Regions from separate parts of the Mus musculus genome. Here all the other regions are linked to region 1. A link is a contact called in public promoter capture Hi-C data. All regions are on one chromosome and are shown on one strand. Each heading gives the region's core, a stretch centred on a gene start, on an enhancer-like site or on the middle of the called end of the contact. The rest is flanking DNA. Distances are from core to core; before and after follow the strand shown. Region 1 holds the start of Zfp318 (zinc finger protein 318). Region 2 holds the start of Ccnd3 (cyclin D3). Region 3 holds the start of Supt3 (SPT3, SAGA and STAGA complex component). Region 4 holds the start of Taf8 (TATA-box binding protein associated factor 8). Region 5 holds the start of Tomm6os (translocase of outer mitochondrial membrane 6, opposite strand).

The links. Promoter capture Hi-C pulls out the DNA fragments that hold promoters and counts their contacts.
Region 2: a contact with region 1 is called in a promoter capture Hi-C map of liver, with 2.8 times the contacts expected there. The contact joins the promoter of Ccnd3 here to the promoter of Zfp318 in region 1. A contact is called at or near these places in 1 of 39 promoter capture datasets (liver) and 1 of 115 datasets of contacts at active chromatin or transcription factors (astrocytes).
Region 3: a promoter capture Hi-C map of pre-B cells shows a contact between it and region 1, with 2.4 times the contacts expected there. The contact joins the promoter of Supt3 here to the promoter of Zfp318 in region 1. A contact is called at or near these places in 2 of 39 promoter capture datasets (liver and pre-B cells).
Region 4: a promoter capture Hi-C map of liver shows a contact between it and region 1, with 2.7 times the contacts expected there. The contact joins the promoter of Taf8 here to the promoter of Zfp318 in region 1. A contact is called at or near these places in 7 of 39 promoter capture datasets (the C10 cell line, cranial neural crest, liver and 2 more) and 1 of 484 Hi-C or Micro-C datasets (B cells).
Region 5: a contact with region 1 is called in a promoter capture Hi-C map of pre-B cells, with 2.2 times the contacts expected there. The contact joins the promoter of Tomm6os here to the promoter of Zfp318 in region 1. A contact is called at or near these places in 4 of 39 promoter capture datasets (cranial neural crest, liver and pre-B cells) and 1 of 9 other capture datasets (liver).

The regions. Positions count from the first base shown.
Region 1 is chr17:46,381,459-46,385,342 of GRCm38.p6, forward strand. Zfp318 (zinc finger protein 318) reads left to right here and starts at 2,308. Exons shown (of 10, transcript NM_207671.4): 1 at 2,308-2,872. The coding sequence starts at 2,381.
Region 2 is chr17:47,591,407-47,595,395 of GRCm38.p6, forward strand. It overlaps Ccnd3 (cyclin D3), which reads left to right and starts at 2,061. Exons shown (of 5, transcript NM_007632.2): 1 at 2,061-2,446; 2 at 3,328-3,543. The coding sequence starts at 2,249.
Region 3 is chr17:44,775,746-44,779,860 of GRCm38.p6, forward strand. Supt3 (SPT3, SAGA and STAGA complex component) reads left to right here and starts at 1,421. Exons shown (of 12, transcript NM_178652.3): 1 at 1,421-1,683. It also overlaps a transcript of Runx2 not described here.
Region 4 is chr17:47,500,482-47,504,812 of GRCm38.p6, forward strand. Taf8 (TATA-box binding protein associated factor 8) reads right to left here and starts at 1,810. Exons shown (of 9, transcript NM_022015.4): 1 at 1,750-1,810; 2 at 803-959. The coding sequence starts at 1,788.
Region 5 is chr17:47,685,345-47,689,808 of GRCm38.p6, forward strand. It overlaps Tomm6os (translocase of outer mitochondrial membrane 6, opposite strand), which reads left to right and starts at 2,266. Exons shown (of 3, transcript NR_045945.1): 1 at 2,266-2,773; 2 at 3,224-3,305; 3 at 3,386-4,464. Gm20517 (predicted gene 20517) reads left to right here. Exons shown (of 9, transcript NR_157366.1): 9 at 1-1,395. It overlaps Usp49 (ubiquitin specific peptidase 49), which reads left to right. Exons shown (of 7, transcript NM_198421.2): 7 at 1-1,395. It overlaps Tomm6 (translocase of outer mitochondrial membrane 6), which reads right to left and starts at 3,042. Exons shown (of 3, transcript NM_025365.3): 1 at 2,555-3,042; 2 at 1,844-1,944; 3 at 1,301-1,664. The coding sequence starts at 2,682. The coding sequence ends at 1,848. It also overlaps Prickle4 and a transcript of Frs3 not described here.

The DNA.
Region 1 (3,884 bases), core at 1,058-3,557:
TGACCAAGAAGCAAGCTGGGGAGGAAAGGGTCTATTCAGCTTACACTTTCCACATTGCTGTTCATCACCAAGGAAGTCAGGACTGGAACTCAAGCAGGGCAGGAAGCAGGAGCTGATGCAGAGGCCATGGACGGATGTTCTTTACTGGCTTGCTCAGCCTGCTCTTTTATAGAACCAAGACTACCAGCCCAGAGATGGTCCCACCCACAAGGGGACCTCCCCCCTAAACACTTTATTATTGGAGAAAGACATAGGAGACAATGTTAATACTAGAACAGCAAATCCCAATTTAAAATGTATTGATTCTGGCCAGACAGTGGTGGCATAAACCCTTAATCCCAGCACTGGTCTACAGAGCAAGTTCCAGGACAGCCAGGGCTACACAGAAAAACCATTTTGAAAAAACAAAAAAAAAAAAAAAACAAAAAAAAAGGAAAAAAAGTATTAATTTTGGTTCTAAATAATGGTACTCCATATCTATATTCCCAGCACTTAGGAAGTAGAATCAGAGGATTAGGGGTTCAAAGACATCCTCTGATACATACTGAGTTTGAGACAAGCCTCAGGCAACTGAGACCCTAGTATGTACAATAAGCATTGACTTCAACTAAATATACATAGTGATTTATCTTTCCTCGTCTACTAAAGTAGATGGAGATAACTAAATACATACATAGGTAGTATAATAAAGACAGGGCACATACCTCTGGTAGATTAGCTTTTTCATCAAAATAACGTATATTTACAAATTATATCAATAATATAGGATAAAGCAAACAAGTGTAAGGGAATACAGCTGGTAACATTTTTATACTGGTGCCAGGTGGGAGGTCCATGACTTCAAGGCTAGCCTGATCTACATAGGAAATTCCAGACCAGTTAAGGCTGCATAGTGAAACCTGACTCTCAAAAAAAAAGGGACAGAAGCAAGATTTTTATTCTGAAATAGGAAGCTTATGACATTTATAAATAAGCAAATCGGCTTATATTTTAAACATAATTTAAAAACAAATTAACAAAGTCATATTTTTTTCTTTTCAGAAATCTGATTCTTGTTTTTTGGTGTTTTTTGTTTGTTTGTTTGTTTTTGTTTTTTGTTTTTCGAGACAGGGTTTCTCAGTATAGCCCTGGCTGCCCTGGAATTCTCTCTGTAGACCAGGTTGACCTTGAACTCTGAGATTTGCCTGATTCTGCCTCTGAGTACTAGGATTAAAAAGTTTGTGCCACCAATGCCTGGCTCAGAAATGTGATTTTTACACAAATTCAAGATTTATGTTTAGCTGGTGAAAAATATGAAGCTATTGTCTAGGTTCAACATATTTCCTCACTTTTGGTTTTTTCATGGTGTGAGATCCTCTGAAACTGGAGCCCCAAATGGTTGTGAACTACCACGAAGGTGCTAGAAAAAAGACCTCCGGAGCCATCTCTACCCAGGCCCTATTTTCCTATGTTTTGACTGACCCTTAGGGTCTTGTCTTTTTCTTTTTAAACATTTATTTCTATTTTCTGTGTATGAGTTTTTGCCTCCATGTGTTTCTGCACCACTGATATCTCAAAACACTTGCCAGGCCTGTCACGGTATGGGTTGCTCCGACAGTGGCCTTCACCACCATTTTACTGTAATGCTTGGCTAGAACATCTGGAAATTTTACTGATGTCTGTTGTGTTTGACTTTCACTTTTCTGTACTTTCTCATTTCTCGATTTAAACCTCTATAAGTTATTGGACTGGAAAGTTACCCGACTACGTCAAGCTTCCTCTGGGGGAAAAGGGATGGACACTCGTTGAGGTTCGTAGCTTCTGACAGGGTTTAGGTGTGAGTGTAGGGGGTCGTTTGCTTTCTCACTATATATAATCATTTCTGTAAAGCAGGTGGATTGCTATGGGCACGCACGCTCCAGGAGCCTGGGAACCAAGCTACTGAGGCCTCCGCTACAACCTGGCCCCGCCCACTCACCGGGCTCTCCGGCCCCGCCCACCGCGCCGGGAGGAGGAGAGGGGTGGTCTCTCTGCATCACGTGGTCTCCGGGGGAGTAGGGGGTGGGCGGCTCGCCGGTCGCCATTTTGCGCGGGGCCGAAAGGCGGGGCCTGCGCACTTCAGGGCGCGCGCCCCTGGTGCTCGCGCAGGCTCAGCGCTCCGCCCCACGGCTCCCGGCTCCTGAGGCCGCTCTCCGCGTCCAGCCGCGGGAGAGCCTGGGAGGACGAGGGGGTGTGGCGTGTCGGCGCGTACCCGCGCCCTCCAACCGCTGGCCGGTGGGGCGGGGCCGCGGGGAGGGGGCCGCTCCGTCCGCGAGGGCGGCGCGCTGCGGTGTCCGCGGCGGCGGTGCCTGCGGCTGTGGCGGCACGCTCCCGAGCGGCGTCCGCGGCGCTCCCGGTAGCCATGTACCGCAGTGGCTCCCGCTCCTCCGTCTCTTCGCACCGGTCGAAAGACGGCAGCGCGAGCGGCCCTCCGCCGGGCCGTCCCGTGGGCGCCTCCTCAGGCCCCACACGCCGCCCCTCGTCGCCGCCGCCGCCCTCTTGCTCCTCGCTGCGGCTCCCCGCCCGCCGCCACCGCTCGCCCTCAGGCCACCGCGGCCGCTGGGCCTCGCCGTCCCCGCCTCGGGGTCGTCGCGGCTCCCCGTCCCCGCCCCGCGGCCGCCGGGCCTCACCGTCTCCGACCCGCGGCCGCCGGGCCTCGCCATCCCCTCCGCGGGGTCGTCGTGGCTCCCCGTCCCCGCCGCGCGCCCGTCGCGGCTCCCCGTCGCCACCGCGGAGCCGGCGACACTACCCACCTGGCCTGGGTGGCTTCCGAGGCAGCATTCGAGGCGAGTCCCGCGCCGACTTCGCCCGGGACGGCCGCGGAGACCATCCAGGCGGCGGCGGCGGCAGTCGGGTAATCCCACCCTTCGCCCATGTTGCCCCCATGTCCCCAGCCCCCGGGCCCTCAGGCCAGAGTCCGAATGTCCGAGTCTTCCCCGCTCCCTGACAGTCCTGGGTGCCTCCTTTACACAATAACGGACCCGGGACCCGTTCGGTCACCCGTGTTGGAACAGAACAGGACGCCCGGTTTCTAGGGGGAAGAGGCTTTCGCTCTTGCTATGTGGAAAAGTTCTCCAAGGCGAGGGGCATTTCATCCATACTGACTGGCGCTTTGGCGTTTCCCTTTGGGTTTGATCAAATTCGTTGCTTTAAGGCCCGAGTTTAGCAGAACATCTGAAATGCCTGGTGGCCAGTGAGGAAAGCTTGAACCAAAGCAGACTGGATGCTTTAGCTGTCATGGAGTCTCAGTTATAGCTGTTATTCCGACGAGAGGTGTGCATAATCAATCATTGTGATTGCTGCCATCAGCTAGAGACACAAGAGCAGCTACCAGCAATCTTTTAGGGCTCACGGTCCCTTGAGGTAAAGCAATAGCAATAGGTGTTATCACAGCCAAGGAACCAGCTCAGAGAGGTTTAAGTAGCTTGATCAAGGTGACACACAAGTGATGGAGCTGTGGTTCAGCTCACATGTTGGATTCTCACAGCCTGCGATTTTACATGTTAAAATGTGCTGCTGCTGGAGGGACAAAATGTGGGATTAATTTATGGTTGTGGTGGGTGTAGCTGAGTAGTACTCAGTAGGGCTTACAAAACTGTAAAACCCGATTTGGAATCTTAGCATCCTAATTTTAAATAAAGGTGCAGGTGTGATAGTGACCCCTCAGCTGGCACTACAGTGCCCTAGTGTTCTGGTCATAAACTGATTTGTCACATTGTGAAGACTTCTCAAAGCCCTCACTAGAGAGGAATCGAGTAGAATACTGCAGCCTCCCCCTTCTGGGTGCTGTACTCACTCCAGCTCCAGTTCTCCGTCCCATAGGAAAATGCTTTCTCTTACCACCCGAACATTTACCTCATGCTTCA
Region 2 (3,989 bases), core at 811-3,310, 1.2 Mb after region 1:
ACATAGTGAGAACCCGTGTCATAAAACTAACAGAATGTTAGTGTGGGTAAGGCATGCAATTGGGAGGTAAAAGCAGGAAGATCAGATCCAGCCTCAGTTATATACTAAATTCAAAGCTAGCCTGGGTGCCGTAAGACCCTTGTCTCAAAAAGTGTCCCCTCCCTCATTCGTTAAGTGTAAAGCTTGATGTATAAACATGGTGGTACGAATTTGTAATCCCAGCACTTGGGAAACTGAGGCACGAAGCTGGAGAATTCGAGGTCAGCTATAAAATAAGACAAACTGTTTCAACGAGGAGAGAAACCACTGGGGCAGTGACCTTCTGTGACTGAAGCAATCCCATCATGCCTCCTTCCTGTATGAAAAGCCATCCCCATATGTGGATTCTGACCCCTTGCTCAGCGCAAGACTAGTGTGTAGACCAGTGTGTAGACTAGTGTGTAGACCAGTGCATAGTCCAGTGTGTAGACTAGTGTGTAGATGGATCTCACTGCTTATATATTGTCCTGTGCTTTCCTGGGGCTCACTTGGGCTGAGCAGAGAGAGCAGTGTCTTAGTGGTGGGCTTTCTTCTTTCTTTCCCTCCTTTCCTCTTTCCTGCCTTCCTTATTACATCCTTTTTTCCCTTGATTTTTGTTTTTGAGACATAGTCTCATGATATTAGCTCCTCCTGACCTAGAACTCTTATTTAGACTAGGCTGGCTTTGAACTCAAAGAAATCTGCTTGCCTCTGTCTTCAAAGTGCTGGGATTAAAGGGGTGCTCTGTCATGCCTGTCTTCCTTCCTTCCTTCCTTCCTTCCTTCCTTCCTTCCTTCCTTGTTATTTGAGTCATCTGACATGGGTCTGGCTGGCCTGGAATTCTCCATGGGCTATTATCATTTGGTTTGCTTGGTTTTGTGATAAAATCTTATATAGCCCAGGCTGCTCCTGAACTCATTAGGAAGCAGACAGTGACCTTAATCTTCTGATCGTTTCTGGGTTCTGCAGTGCTGGGGATTGAGCCCTGGGCTCTGAGCATGCTAAGCAAGAGCTCTACCACCTGAGATATATCTGCAGCCCACCCCCTGCCACCGTGTGTGTGTGTGTGTGTGTGTGTGTGTGTGTGTGTGTGTGTGTGGAGAGAGAGAGAGAGAGAGAGAGAGAGACTCTAGGCAGGCCTTGAATTGTCTGTATAGTGGATAGTGGATCCTGGTGTTAAGCCAACACTTCCCTGGGTCTGAGATTACTGGCTTGCTCCACCACAGCCAGCACCAAATGGCTTTTTATATGCTGATTTTGACCAACACTGCTCACACCTCCGTTGGTGCAACGCAGTGTCCCATTCAGCAGACCTGAGAAACTGCATTTCTTCTTTTGCTTTTTATTTTCGTTGTGTATGTGCATGAAGGTGTGTGCGCACATGCTACATACAGCCTTGGTGTAGAAGTCAGAGGACAGCTTATGGGAGTTGCTCTCTTCTCTTCCATCATGTGGGTCCCAGGGATCACACTCAGGTTGCCAGACTTGATGCCAGGATAGTTTACCCTCTGAGCCATTGAATCGGACAGAAACTACATGCTCCCAGATGCTGCTGCAGATCTGCGCAATTCGTTAAAGTAGACGAGATTCTAAGTCAAGTTTCCCGACGGACCAACAATGAGATCTTTGCAGCTACTATTGTGCCTCAGTATCATGGTCTGCAAAATAAAGCCCAACTCGAGGCCATTCCTAGAAGCCACTTTAGGGTAGGAGTGACCCAACTATGTACAAAGTTATGACCACATTCCCTAGAGCAATGAAATATGACGTATACACGAAGGAATAACTTTTGGCGCCTAGTTCTTTCCTGGGTGGCTAGAATCGCGACGGGGCCCATTGATGGGGAAGAGGGCACCCTTCCAGAAAGTTCTCTCTACCCTCTTGGTCAGAAGGGACCCGAGGGCCCGGAAGCGTGCGGGCCGGAGCCCAGCGGACCAATGGGGCTGCGGGGAGGGAGGGAGGGTATAGCGCCCGCCAGCCCTTTCCGACTGCGGCCCCGCCCCTTAGAACGTTGTGACGTAGGAGCATTCCACGGTTGCTACATCGTCGCGAGGGGCGGGGCGCCTGTCAGGGAAGCGGTGCGCGCGGGTGGCGGGCGGGCTGGGGCTTCTCCGCACAGTGCCAGCGCCAGCGCCAGACCCGCCCGCACCCCGCGCTCTCCCTCACGCGCGTCGCTTCTCCTAGGACTCGCTAACCCGCACTCTTGCTCTCACCCGTGAGCCATCGCAGGATGGAGCTGCTGTGTTGCGAGGGCACCCGGCACGCGCCCCGGGCCGGGCCCGACCCGCGGCTGCTTGGGGACCAGCGTGTCCTGCAGAGTTTACTCCGCCTGGAGGAGCGCTACGTGCCGCGAGCCTCCTACTTCCAGTGCGTGCAAAAGGAGATCAAGCCGCACATGCGGAAGATGCTGGCATACTGGATGCTGGAGGTAAGGCCCGAACGGGTCCCCTCTCCTCACCCCACCCCCACCCCCGGCTCTGGGACAAATTGAACTTTCCCTGTCGGATCTTTGCGATCCCGACCACAATCTGCAAGATGCTTTGGCGGCCCAGACTACTGGGGCCTGGCCTTTTCACACAGGCGCCCTAAGCAGCTGCCTGCGTTCTGTCCCTTTCCTTTCCCCAATCCTGATCGGCTTCTTCTGTGATTTCCAGTCACTTGGCACTGTAACTAAACTTCACTTTGGGTCGGGAAAGCGGGCTAAGGGCCACTCTTTCCCCAGTGGCTTTCCTCGGTGTCTCCTGCTTCCTTCTTCACCCGGTGCTCTCTGGAGGGCGCGTTTGGAAAACCCTGGCCTCGGCCGCCTTAGCCCCAGAACTGGTTCCTGTGTCTATCGCGGGGTTCTGGCGGGGGAAACTGGTGGGTGGGGGTGGCGCAGGCTCGGTTCCGGTCCACAGGGAAATGAAAAGTGCGGGAGACCGCGGCAGGAGTTCCCTCCCTTCCCCCTGGGAGTGTGTGTGCAGTGGGTGGCGGTAATGAGGGTAAGGTCCCAATTCTCTCTAGGTGACCCTTCCGTCCCCCTTCCGCTCGCCGTGGGGGAGGGGAGTCTGGAATCCTTCGTGAGCATGGGCTTCTCTTTTACACCCCCTACTCCGGGGTGGGGAAGAGACCATGCAGAGGAAGTGGGGGGGTCACCTTGGGGAGGGCACATCCTCCTCGGTTATTGATACTTGTCGCTCTAAGTTTATCCCTTCTCGGTTTATTTTTTGCTTCGCATTCCACTCTCCCTCCACCCCCCACCCCCACTTCTCCACGCTGCCGTGTTTCACTTGGTCCTTCCCTAGCAATGACTCGTGCGCCCTCCCTCAGGTGTGTGAGGAGCAGCGCTGCGAGGAGGATGTCTTCCCTCTGGCTATGAACTACCTGGATCGCTACCTGTCCTGCGTCCCCACCCGAAAGGCGCAATTGCAGCTTCTAGGTACCGTCTGCCTGTTGCTGGCCTCCAAGCTGCGCGAAACCACGCCCCTGACTATTGAGAAGCTTTGCATCTATACGGACCAGGCTGTGGCTCCATGGCAGTTGCGGGTGCGTGCGGAATCCTCCCCCCCCCCCCCCGCCCCTCCACCAAACATACGATCGCCCTATGTACTAGTAAAAGAAAAGCCAAGCTCACTCCCTCACCCACCAACCCTCCCTTCGCCCCTGGCTGGTATTTTGGGACAAAGGCCTTGTAGTGTGGTCGTGGTGCTTCGGTTGCAAGCTTAAAACTAAATGAATCCCTTTCCTCTGGCCGCAGTGGGGTTCCACTCCTAACTCGCCCCCCCCCCCCCCAATAGCAACAAGTCCAATTGCGGGTCTATACACCAGTACTTTGCCTCTGGGTTTACACAGCCACCGTGAGTTATTTATTGGCAGCAGCAGGGCATGTCTGCACACCCCCACCGGAGTGGAATGTGCTTCACGTGGGGGAGGGGGCTGCCTTGCATGAGCCTTTATCCCCGTGTGGACTTTGTGATGGAAAAGCCTCCCGG
Region 3 (4,115 bases), core at 171-2,670, 1.6 Mb before region 1:
ACAATTTTTGGCTACTTTCCCATATAGCTCGCACTCAGCTTTGGGCAGAGTGAGCCTGGATCTTACACTTCATGTTGACCCTCCACATCCTAAATCTACTCTTGGAAGTGTATTTGGCAAATATTGAAGTGTCTGGCAGTTACAGAGGACTAAGCACAAGACAATTGCAATCCAGAGAGGAGATGATCAGATGAATGGCTGTTTTAAAGACACTCAGCAAATAGGATTATTTCAGAACTCATACATTCATAGGCAAGACATTAATGAAGTAAGTAGTGCTTGAAAAGACCTGGTAAAGGTGAATGTGATGGTTTGTATATGCTCGGCGCAGGGAATGGCACTATTAGAAGGTATGGCCCTGTTGGAGTAGGTGTGTCATTGTAGGTGTGGGCTTTAAGACCCTCATCCTTGCTGCATGGAAGCCAGTTTTCTACTACCATCCTTCAGATGAAGATGTATAACTCTCAGCTCCTCCTGCACCATTCCTGCCTGGATGCTGCCATGCTCCTGTCTTGATAATGGACTGAACCTCCGAACCTGTAAGCTAGCCACAATTAAATGTTCTTTTAAGAGTTGCTTTGGTCATGGTATCTATTCACAGCAGTAAAACCCTAGCGAAAAAAGTGACTAATATAAATAATAATAGTAAAAATAATATAATAAAAATAATATTTGAAATGGTAGGATAGTGGATATTTTCTTTTCTAAACAGCCGAGTGAAAACATCACACACAATTGTCTCCAGTTCATTAAGGTACTACACCTGCAACCATCAAACACGGGAAGACAGGTCATACATACAATTCAATATAAGTGGTGCAAGGAAAAATCACCACTGCTTGTTTATAAAGCTTCCCCAATAGTGAAAGTTATTAACTAAAGCATGCTTTTTAAAGTAATGGAACTTTGTAGAAAGGAACGGGGGTGGGGTGGGGTAACTTTGCAGATGAGTTTTCACAGGCTTTCGATTTTGCGCAAGGGCCGGTAGGGGTGGGTAGGTGGGTGTTCCCAGGTCCTAGAACGGACTGAGTCCTCACACAGTGCTTCTCTGAGGAGAGAGTCTTTCCTAACTCTGCGCCCCTTTGTCATTGGAAACAATTCTGGTCACCTGACCAACCCCTGAAGAGAAGCTTGCATAGACCTTCTCCCAGTGCAGATCACCGACTCTCAATAATCCTAGCTCCTCGGGCTCACTCCTACGGTCTGCAGAGTCACCACAGGCCAAATCCAGCTCCTCTGCCAGATCGCTCACTCGACTCATCACAACTCCCGCTCTGAGGCTCCGCCGCGTGGCTGCGGGCCGCTCCGTACGCCGAGGCGGGAGCGCGAAGCCCCGCCCCCGGAGTGTGGCGGAAGTAGAAGAAGCAGGCCCGCGACCGCGCGCGCTGGCCAGCCGGGTGCGCATGCGCTCTCGCCGCACGGCTTGGCCCGTCCCTCTAGTCACCCCAGGCTCCGCTACCCCCGCCCCGCCCCTCATAGTGGCGCTCTCGCCATCTTACCCCCACCCCCTCCAGCCTAGCTCAGTCACCTTTTCCCTTTCTACAATCTCTGGTTCCCCCCACTCCCCGCCCCCCTGCCCGTCGTGTCCCGGGGCCGCCGCCGCCGCAGACACCGCGCCATCTCTGTCCCCTCTCATTCTCCACGCGGGACGCGCAGCCGTGCCTCCACGTGTCTTAAGCAGAGGTTGTGGGGGCGCGTGGGGGCGGCGGGGAGTGGGGCGAGGTCATGGGAACTTGAGGGACGTCGTGGCAGCCAAATGCCTGGCCCGGGGCTGCGGGCCCAGCCGGATGCAGGCCGCCGAGCGTGGGGTGCCCCGTGGCTCCTCCCCGTTGTCGGTGGGCGTGAGGCAGGGGAGCCCTCGGGGCCGGGCGGAGAGGCACCGTTTAGGCTTGTCACCCAAATGGGTGGGAAGTCCTCCAAGAAGGCAAGCTAGGAAGCTAGGAAGTGGTAGTGGAAGGAAGTGCAGTGTGCATGCAGGCTGAGGGACAGAGGACACAGAGATGTTGCTGTCAGAGCTCGCCTCTGGGACCCCTGGGGAAATAAATCATTTAGCCGGTGGTGTCGGGGGGTATAGATGGGGATCATCGCAGCCTAGCTCAAAACTCAGGTTTATGGGAGAAGATCTGTGTGCTAAAAGCTTGTATCACGCCAGCTGTGATTAATTACGTTTGAGCTCCAAGGAAATTGTCTGTCATCTTGCCTTCTATATTGGAAGTCAGGCTAGTTGATGTGACAAGTGATAAGAGTTATAGGGATAGTGGAATATATTTGACGGTCAGACAGGATCCCAGTAGCAGTGTTGTTACTGAACACCCGGATTAAAATTAGCTTTATGTCCTTGGAATTAGTAGACTCAGGAAGAAACCAGTACATATTTATCTGGGATAAAACCTGAGTTCTCAGTATTTTTGAGTTAGTTCACTGTTAAAAGATTTACTTAAAGAAAGAAACAACTGGTAGAATTTCTGCGTGTTCCAGCGAGGCGGAATATGACTACTAAGATAATGTTTTGCACAACCAGACCTTACTTTAACCATACTATTGCAAGCTTCCCACCCTTTTCCGGCTGCACTGCCCAAGGGGACTTTATGCCAAGCTGGAAATGCTATACTCTATGGGCTACCAATATGGTAACCACCGGGTGCAGGTGGCTCTGATGAGCTTGATTTTTTAATTGGTTAGCAAATTAATTACAATGTAAGTAAGTAGACACACAGGCATGGTGCTTATTGCATGGGATCCCACAGGTCTGAAAAAGTTGAGAGATTGAGAGCCAGTTGCAGTTTTTTATTTGGTTGAGTTTTAAGTCAGGCCAGCTTTTGAACTATTTATGCTTTTAAAAGGACTCGTAATTAGAATCTCTATAATGCCTTTCATTCAAATTGTAGATCTGCTAGTATTTATTTACAGCTTGGCAAACTAAAGCAAAATGCTCTGAACTCTGGTTCTAAAGCTAATGGCAGATTTAGTTGGAAAGACAACAGTGCTAACTAGAGTTTTCTTTAATTATCTATAGCTTCCATTGTCTTTTACCATTTGATTAGTTCTTAGAGAATAGTTTAAACTTTTTATTGTTGTGGTTCCCCCCCCCCCCTATTTAAGAGGTGGCAATTCCACCTTAAGTTTTTGTGTTATAAAGCAGTTTAATAAATTATAATAGTAACCTTTGAGCAATTTTTGAAATCATTTTAGTATTCACAGTCAAACTTCTGAAGAGAAAAGTGAAATTTGGTGATAAATGTGTCATGAGACCACTTTCTTTGAAATATACCCAACTATATTTTATCTGAGGTTTTGTAAATCTTGAAAATAAAACTTTCCCCTCCTTGCCTGTCTCTCCCTCTCCTTCCTTCTCCCCTTTTTTGTGCTGGGGGTTGAACCCAGGCCCTCCCACATACTAAGTGGATGCTCTACTAACTAAGCTATGCAGTCAGGCCTTGAAAATAAAACATATGGGGGAAAAGAAGCCAAAACAAAACTATCATGGTGGATTGTATCCAGAGTTCCCGCCTGATATTTGTAAAATGTTGGCCTTGGCCTCAAGGCTGAAGAAAACCATTGGTTCTGGAATGGCAGCTTAAAGCTTATGAGTTGCATCATATGCAGAGAATAGTTCATGACATGCAAATGACACTGAGCTGGACATAAGTAGTCTGGCTATCTTAATTTTTCTGGGATAGTCATGTCCCTCCATACTTACTACTAGAGCTCCTTTCATACAATCAAACGTGTACCAGGTTGGACAGTGCTAACCTGGCCACACTTTTTAGGCTTGTCAATTCTTAACATAATCTTGGAATGATTAGCTATTTTGCAGTCTCCAAAATCCACTTGTTGAAAACAGTGACGAAGTCCGTGCTGCTGCCCTTATTTAAGTGATACCTGGTGTAAGTCAGGCTAGAGAATGACTTGGTGACTTTAGCCACTGTCAATTTCACCTTTTATGTTGTATAGAAATCATGGGTAGTGTGATTGTTGGTTCTCTCTGGGAAAGAAAAGAAAATCCTTTGGTGTGAGGGGCTACAAATATGCAAGTACAGGAAGGCCACAAGATTGAGTATTCCTGTTGAAATGTTTTTGGTGAGGTCAGAAACTTGCTTTTTATGTATTAGAAT
Region 4 (4,331 bases), core at 560-3,059, 1.1 Mb after region 1:
TTCAATTCCCAACAACCACATGGTGGCTCACAACCATCTGTAATGAGATCCGATGCCTGATGTAATTGTTAGATTCGGGGCTCACCACCTCAGTCTGCTAACCTAGGTCTAGTCCTGGAAGCCTCCAGCACCCATACAATCTTATCTGGGTCTAGAATGCTTTCAGCCTCTGAGACTTACTGCTGATGTCTGAACACAGTTACATTATATTCATATACATAAAATGAATAAGTAAATTGAGAGAGAGAGATTGATTGATTGATTGATTGATTAGGCTGGGTGGTGGTGGCACGTGCCTTTGATCCCAGCACTCAGGAGGCAGAGGCAGATGGATCTATGAGTTCAAAGCCAGCCTGATCTACAGAGTGAGTTCCAGGAGAGCCAGGGGTACACAGAGAAACCCTGTCTTGAAAAACCAAAGCGGGGAAGGGTTATATTAAAAAACAAAAACAAATTCAAAGACAGAAAGGAGACGTTCTTGGGGCTGTGGAGAAGACCGAATCCAGTGTTGTTCAGGGATACAGGGCTTTGGACATGGATAACGCTGAGAGTTGTGTAACACTTAATGCCACTTAATGCCGCTGCAGACGACTGAAATGACAAGGTTGCTATTTGTGTCTCTCCCACATGTATAAGCATCGAAACAGTCTCATTCTACAATGGACATGTGTGTTTCTTCTGCCTGAAGCTGAGTCTCTAACAGTCTTCCAAGAGAAGGGGAGAGAGAATCTGGGATGGAGTTCACGGAGCTGGGGGGGGGTCTGTAAAGGAAACAGCGGGCCTAGTGTTTCTTGGTACTCACAGCTCTGCAGCATCTCTGTCAGTGTCTCCACAGACGCTTTCTCGGCACTCTCAAATCCCGCCTCTGTCAGCAAGGAGCTCACAACCACTTGCAGGGTCCTCCTCCGGGCCAGATGGTAGTTATCAGCAGGGTTAGTGGATTGCTTACTTCCCGGTCTCTGGAAATCAGAAGCCCAGAGTGAGACTTTGAACCACTAGATGTGTGTGTTTTGCGCGCGTGTGTGTGTTCCTGCGAGTGCAGGTGCCGCGCTGGCCCGGATTCCGTGAAGCAGGAGTTACAGGTGATTGTGAGCCACTCCACCAAACTCAGGTCCTCTGAAAGACCAGCAAGTCCGTCTTAACCACTAAACCATCTCTCCAGCCCCATTCACTTCTTTCTGGAGCAAAGTTACAGGAGCGGGTCTGTGGTGGGCACGCCTTTATTCCCAGCACCCGGGAGGCAGAGGCAGGCGCGAGAGGAGGCAGGAAGAGAGAGGGAAAAGCAAAGGAAGAATATATACACGAATGATGGTACTGAGCGAATAAATCTACTATCTTCTTGTCCCATCACACCATTTCAGTAACCAGGAAAATTAAACCAGCTACCACCACAGGATGCAGAGGAGAGCTAGGCATCACCGCAGAGAAAGGCAGAGCAAGTAAATATTTTACGAAGTTCCAACTTCGGCCGGCCAGTAAGAGGATAAAAACAGCCTCTTCAGACCAATCAGAAGGAGTTCCGGGTTCCCACCTCAACAAGGAACAAGCCAATCAAGTCTCAGATGCAGCAATTCAGGAGGCCGCTGCCAAAAGCCAAGCAGCGGGGACCGCCTACGGCCAGAGATACTCTCCAGCCCCGGGTCTCAGAGCGGGCCTGGGCTTCTCGGTTCGAGACCGTGGCCCAAACCGTGGGAGAGATCCAGAAGACCCAAACTCTTTCGGCTTCACGCCGCGCCTCTCCACCCTTACCGTTCCGGAGCCACCAGGCCCGGCCGCCGTGTCAGCCATCTTGCTCTTGCGTAGTGTGCGTGAGCGCGGGGCACGATGGGACTTGTAGTTGCGGGGTGGGAGGTGGAGAAGGGCGGGGCCGCGGGTGCCCCGCCTTATAGAAAAGCTCTACGAACACGTGTGAGTCTGGGGTGGGGGTGGAGGGAGCTCGGGATAGCCCAAGCTCACGTGGCGTTGTGTGACCCAAGCTTTCTTGGACACTTAAGTCAGTAGCTGTAGCAATTGATCTGGAAGACGCACTGTGAGATGCACTGAGTTAAAAGAAACATATTTTGTCCAGGAGCCTGCCGTCTGTAATCCTAGCACTTTGGAGCTGAGACCAGAGGATCTAGAGTTCCAGGCTAGCGTGGGCTATGCAATGAATTAAAGGCCAGTTTAGGACTACATAAGGAGACCCTTTCCCTGAAAAGAAAAGAATAAAAATAAAAACAAAAACAAAGCCATTTGTATGAAGTAAGTTCTCAGAAATACACTAAGAATACAATTTGGGTCTGGAGAGATGGCTCAGCGGTTAAGAGCACTGATTGCTCTTCCAGAGGTCTTTAGTTCAATTCCCAGCAACCACGTGATGGCTCACAACCATCTACAATGAGAACTGGCGCCTTCGCAGGGCCTTGGTGGTGCACGACTTTAATCCCAGCACTTGGGAGGCAGAGGCAGGTGGAGTTCTGAGTTCGAGGCCAGCCTGGTCTACAGAGTGAGTTCCAGGACAGCCAGGGCTACAAAGAGAAAACCCTGTAAAAAAAAAAAAAAAGAAAAAGAAAAAGAAAAAGAAAAAGAGGGGCTGGTGAGATGGCTCAGCGGTTAGGAGCGCCGACTGCTCTTCCAAAGGTCCTGAGTTCAAATCCCAGCAACCACATGGTGGCTCACAACCATCCGTAATGAGATCTGATGCCCTCTTCTGGTGTGTCTGAAGACAGCTACAGTGTATATAATAAATAAATAAATATTTTAAAAAAAGAAAAAGAAATCTGGCGCCCTCTTCTGGTGTGTCTGAAGACAAGACCAATATACCCACATGTATGCAATAAATAAATATTTAAAAACAAAAAAACACTTTGGTTCTGCTTGCTCTTCCAGAGGTTCTGAGTTCTATTCCCAGCAGCCACATGGTGGCTTACAATTATCGGTAATGGGATCCAATGCCCTCTTCTGGTGTGTCTAAAGACAGCTACAGTGTGTGTATTCATATAATTGAAACAAATAAATCTCTTTTAAAAATACACTTTGGGGCAGAGAGGTGGCTCAGTAGTTAAGAACACATACTGGGCTGGAGAGATGGCTCAGTGGTCAATCAGAGCACTGACTCTTCTTCCTGGGGTCCTGAGGTCCTGAGTTCAATTCCCAGCAACCACATGGTGGCTCACAACCATCTGCAATGAGTTTGGATGCCCTCTTCTAGTGTGTCTAAAAGACAGCTACAGTGTACTCATATACATAAAATAAATAAAATCTTAAAAAAAAAAAAAAGAACAAACACATACTGCTCTTGGAGATGACCCAAATTTGAGCACTCATATTGAGTGTCACAACTGCCAGGTAGATGATGGGAACTGAATCTCTGGAAGAGAAGAGTACTCTTAACTGGAGCAACTTTGCCCCTTGAATGTCATGGTGGTTTGAATAAGAATGGACCCCCTAGGCTCAAATATTTGAATGCTAAGTCACCAGAGTTGGGCAATTTGTTAGAGGAGAGGTGTCACTGGAGGTGGGCTTAGAGGTTTCAAAAGCTTACACCTGGCCCAGTGTCTGTCTGTCTGTCTGTCTCTCTCTCAATCCCTGCCTCTCTGTCTCTGAGTGTGAGCCTCTGTCAGCCTGCACACCAGGATATAGCATAGGGTCCTCAGCTATTGTCCCAGCGCCATTTACACAGCCATGCTCCCCACCATGACTGATAAACCTCTAAAACTGCAAGCAGACCCAATTAAATGCTTCTTTTTACAAGAGTTGCCTTGGTCGTGAGTGGTGTCTTCAGGCAACAGACCAATAACAAAGACAAACACCCTACCCTGATTATCCTACCCATTCCTTCTCCAGAGATCCGGGGCTACAATAATTCACCGTCTTACTCAATGTAAGTAGTGCTAGGGGAACCCGGGGTTTTCTTGCAAGTTAGGCAACAGCCTATACCTGGGTGCTGGCTTTTGTCTTACCACCAAGCTCCTTGGGTGATTCTCCTGCACTGTTGCCTCTAGTGTTTACTTAGTGAGCGTAGAAGCCTGTCTCTCTCACCCCCAGAACTGTGTGCCCATGTTACCCATCAGCCTCTACGGTCTGGAAATTCTTCAAGAGAGACTGCCTCTCCTTATCCATCCTAATCTAGGGGACAGGGGCAGGGGTGGTTATGCCTGGCCAGATGCTGTCGCTGGGTTTGAATCCTAAGGCTTGTTAGCCTTCAAACTCTGGTCACAGTTACCTAACCTCACCGTGCCTCAGTCTCCCCCACGTGATAACTGGGGGCCCAGGTGAAATAACGGGTGAGATAACAGGTGTCGCGGGTACCTGGGTTTGTGGTAAGAGTTAAGAACTCAGGTCTACTGTTT
Region 5 (4,464 bases), core at 1,016-3,515, 1.3 Mb after region 1:
GTCCTCGAGTTCATACTCATGACCCTGGCTCCCCAGCCCTATTGTTTTTTTTTAAAAAAGGAAGTCTCAGTGTGTAGCCCTGGCTAACCTGGAACTCACTATGTAGGACAGGCTGGCCTTAGAGATACATAGCTTCTGGGATTAAGTGTGTGCCACCAGGCCTCCAGCCTGCCTCTTCAGAGTATCTGTAATCCCAGGGTAAATTCTAGGCCTGAGTTCCCTCATAGGGTGTTTCTCCTAGCCATCCCCACTCAGGTCCTACCTGCTAAAGATTCACAAGAGAATGGCAACCCCCGTCCTATGCATGACTAGGCACGTGGCTCAGTAGGGTGCTTGCCTAGCAAGCATAAAGCCCAGAGTCTGATGCTAGCACCACATAAAATCAGGCATAGTAAAGCCTTGAATCCTAACCTGTACCTGTGATCCTAAGAGTCGGTTCATGGAAACAGCAAAATAAGCAGTTCATGACCATCTTCAACTATGTAGCTAAGTTTGAGGCCAGCCTGGACTACAGACCAGCACAAGAACCAGATATCTCCCCCTCCCCCCCCCCCCCCCGCAAAAGAACAAAAAACAAACACTTTTAATTATGCCTCCCCCAACCCCAATTATTTTCTGGAGGTCAAATTGAAGCCTTTTCTGCAATGAGCTATACTGGTAGGCCTCAGAGAACTGACTGGATGAGCTATGTGCCAGCAGGTCCAGGAAAGCTGCTTTGTCTTTTTCCTTTTTTAAGTAACATCTGTAACAGTCATGCAGCTATGACCCAGACACACTAATCCTTTCCGACGCATGCTGTGACCCACAACCAGTTCCAAAGCGGCTGGTGCATAAAAAAAGTTTTAAAATACCCAGTCAATTGACTACATGAAACTATGGAGACCCCGTCTCTACCGCCACCTGGTTCCCTGGTACAGGAGTCTTTCTGTGCTGGTTTCTGCGTGCCTGGAAGAACACCAGACAGCAGCACCAGTGTGAATTTCAGGGTAGGGAGCACCTTTGTTTGTGAAGGAAGCTGCTTCCTTGTGCTCCCTGACACGTTTGTCTCCACCCACACATCACTGTCCACTCCTGCCACCAGGTCTCACTCTATCCCAACAATGCCTCCCTGGTCCCTGGAGAACCCACCTGGCAAACTAAAACGACAACCACCACCTTCTTCCTACAGGAAGACTCAGCAGTAGGAACTGCTCAAGAATCAGCTTTGCGGCACGTGTGCATCCCTGGGAAGTGGGTGGTCCCATTCCCATTTCATCTCCACTGCAGATCATGTTTGGGGCTCATGCCTGTCTCTTGAGTGTGAAATACAAGTCATGTTTATTTGATTTTTGTAAGCGGACTTTTTACACCTTGTTTTTGTAATAAGTTTCTTATTAAAAGAATAAAATACCTGTCTTTTATGTGCAGGCTTTATTTGAAATCTTTTTCAAGAACCATTACTACTCTTCAGGACAAGGGCAAGGACCATCTTCTGCAGAAAGTTGGGAACTGCACACAGAACCGTGCAGAGGCAACATCTCAGCCGACACTGGGGGATGGGGGGGCAGTGGGGGGGGGTTCAGGCAAGGAGAGGGAGTCAACTTCAGCTGCCACTCAGGTAGGATCTTGTGGTCACAGACAGTAGGCTGTCTTTGGAAAGTCTGAATACACAGGAGTTCCATTCTCTGTAAGCAGATAACAGCATCAGAAACGGGGAAACACAGGAGAACTGCTCTCACCTAGAAACACAAGGGCAAGGCTTTACCCCAAGAATCTTCCCTACTTCTGTGACTAGCTGACAGAACATACTGCTGTCTTCATCTTTTAGGATTCCTGAAATAGGCAGGGGAAAGTGAAGTCTTACCTGGCTACACCCCTGGCTGAGGGGCCATCAAATCAATGTCACTCAAGTTCCTGGCCAGCCAGACTCCCGCAGCAAAGAGTCCCAAATTGAGGATCAAGTTCCTGGGTCAAGAATACATTTCATTAACCCTACAGTCCGAGAGTCTCATGCAGCTAATGACATACTATGGCAAGTTTCCTCTCAGCACCACCTTCTGGAGGTGCTGACTGACACCTGATACAGGGGTATGTCCTCCTAATATGCACATGAGAATTTTACGTTCGCATCTACTAACACAAGCCAAGGCCAACTTAGTACTCTGCGGGGGCTAAAATTTGCTTATGCGTTGGCACCCCTTCCCTGCCTTCTAGGTTAGGGCGATTTCTTTAAAAATATGACGTTCTTTAATTTGTGTATGTGCGTGCGCGTGCACGCGACACAGCGCACGTGTGGAGGTCAGTACAACCCGCAGGGGTTGGTCTCTTCTTGTACCCTGCGGGTCTCATGGATCGGCGGGTCCCATGGATCCCAAATCCTCAGGCTTGGCGTCTGAACTATCGCTGTAGCCCGGAGCGTCATTCCTTGAAAGCCACGTGACAGGGTGTCTTTTGCCACCACGAGACCACAAGGTTCTCAAAGCGATAAAACCTCTGGGGATGCATGCCAGACTCACCAGGTAAGGAAATACAAGTTTAAGTTTATGAGGACCAGAGACGGCCCGGGCTTGGTTACCTCCGGAAGTCGTTTCGATCGGTGGCGAAGCGGAAGACACCGCGGAGCCAGTCTCCCACGTTGTCTGGAACCTCTGAGGCCTCGCTGGCCGACCCGGCGGCGCTCACCGTCACTCCGCTGGAAGCCATACCAGCACTAAGCACGTACCAACCGAGCGTCGCACCGGGTCGTCGCAAGCCGATTGCGCAACTTCCGATCTCCGCACTTCCGCCGATCAGCGTAAGAAATGAGCGAGAAGGCCCGCCCCCACCTCCTCCAGGAGTTCGTAGAGCCAGGACGCCTGATCGGAGGCGGAGCCCCGCGGCCCCGCCTCCCAGGGACGGGGGTCGGTTCCCAGTGCTGCTCTACAACCCAGTTAGTTTAAGCAAGGTGATGACGGTGAGGCTAGCCCAGCCTCTGCGGATAGGGGTTAGCTCACCCTGTAGGCGCTGGGCAGTGGGATGCTCCCAAGAAAGTGTCTTTCAGGTCAGAGAGCGTGCAGTACCAATGGGATTATCCCGCGTGCCTGGCTGCCTTCTGTGTCCGGTCTTTACACAGCACAGCCTTGTTATCTCGCTACATAAGTCCCCCCACCCCACCCCACCCCAATCCCACCACCCTGATCTCCAGGCCGCGCCACTAACAAATGGTGCAGTGCTTCCTGGAGATGTCTCTGTCATCTGCTTGCAGGTTTTCGGGGGTCTTCCAGGGCTCTGGAAGGCGCTGGCCAAAGAAAAAGCCTTCGGGTTCCGACTCAGAGGAAGAGGAGCAGGTGGGGCAGGGGCTGTCCTCTATGGGACTCCCGGGTGTCTGTGGGCCGTCTCTATCCTGCCGTTTGGATGCCCCATTCAGGGTTTCCAGGGTGAGAGTGGGAACTGCAGAGAGAAGCGCAGCTCGGGAGGTGATCTTGTCATCCGAGGAGGCACGGTTCCAGCCGACGCTTGGATCGGGTCCTTCTTCCTCTGTTCCAAACCCATCAGAAATGCCCATCTCAGAGCCCCCAAGTCCTTGTGCAAGAGGCGGGCCAGGGTTGCGTGCAGCCTCCCGCCCCGCCCCAGGCTGTGCCGTGCGCGCCACCGCTGCCGCCAGTCTACCCCAGGGGCCCCCCCGCCTCCGTCCACCAGTGGGCGACCGCCTCCCCCGCCTGGGAGCGAGTCCGGCGCCGCAGCCCCGCCGGGTGGGTTCAAGAGGCCTTTGGAGCTCGCAGGCCAGGGACGCGCGGTGAGAGCTGCGGGCCCCAATGCTCGCGTCTGGGGGTTGCGGTGGGAGGACTGGGTGTTGCTGGAGCGGGTAGGACAGCGTAGGCATGGGGCGAAGGGTTCTGATCTGGGAAATTACCCCCTTCTATGCTCAGCCCAAGCCGCCGCTCCCTCCCCTTAAGATCTGCACCGTCCCCTCCTTTACCAAAAGACGCTTGTCCTTCCGCTACTCCTACTGAGCTAGAGCCCGCACTTCTGTAGCGTTTTGAGAAGCAGCTGGGGCAGCATGGGCTACCCCCCGGCAGGGCATAACGTCCCCCATCCAGGGGCCCTGCGCAGTCCTGGCAGCAGAAGTGGTTCTCGTGCCAGCGCTGTCCCTCTGCTTCAGTGCAGCGCTGGGAGAAGATCAGCTGGGTGAGGGAAAGGAAACCGATTCATTCATTCATTCATTCATTCACTCACCCATTCTTTCATTCATCCAATAACCACGCCTTATACCCATTAACGCTATGCCCACAGGCGTTCTGATTTGAAGTACTTTGTGACTTTTGGATTCAGAGAGGGTGATTGGCTTTGGGCCGGAACGTCCACGTAGCAGGTGGCCCAGTCCGAAGTTGGACCCCAGAGCTTCCCTAACTCCTATCCCAAGATTCAATACGGCCTTTCATGTTGATGTTAAGATCCTTCTAGAATTGGGCAAGCACAGCATTGATCATCTGACATAGTGATGAG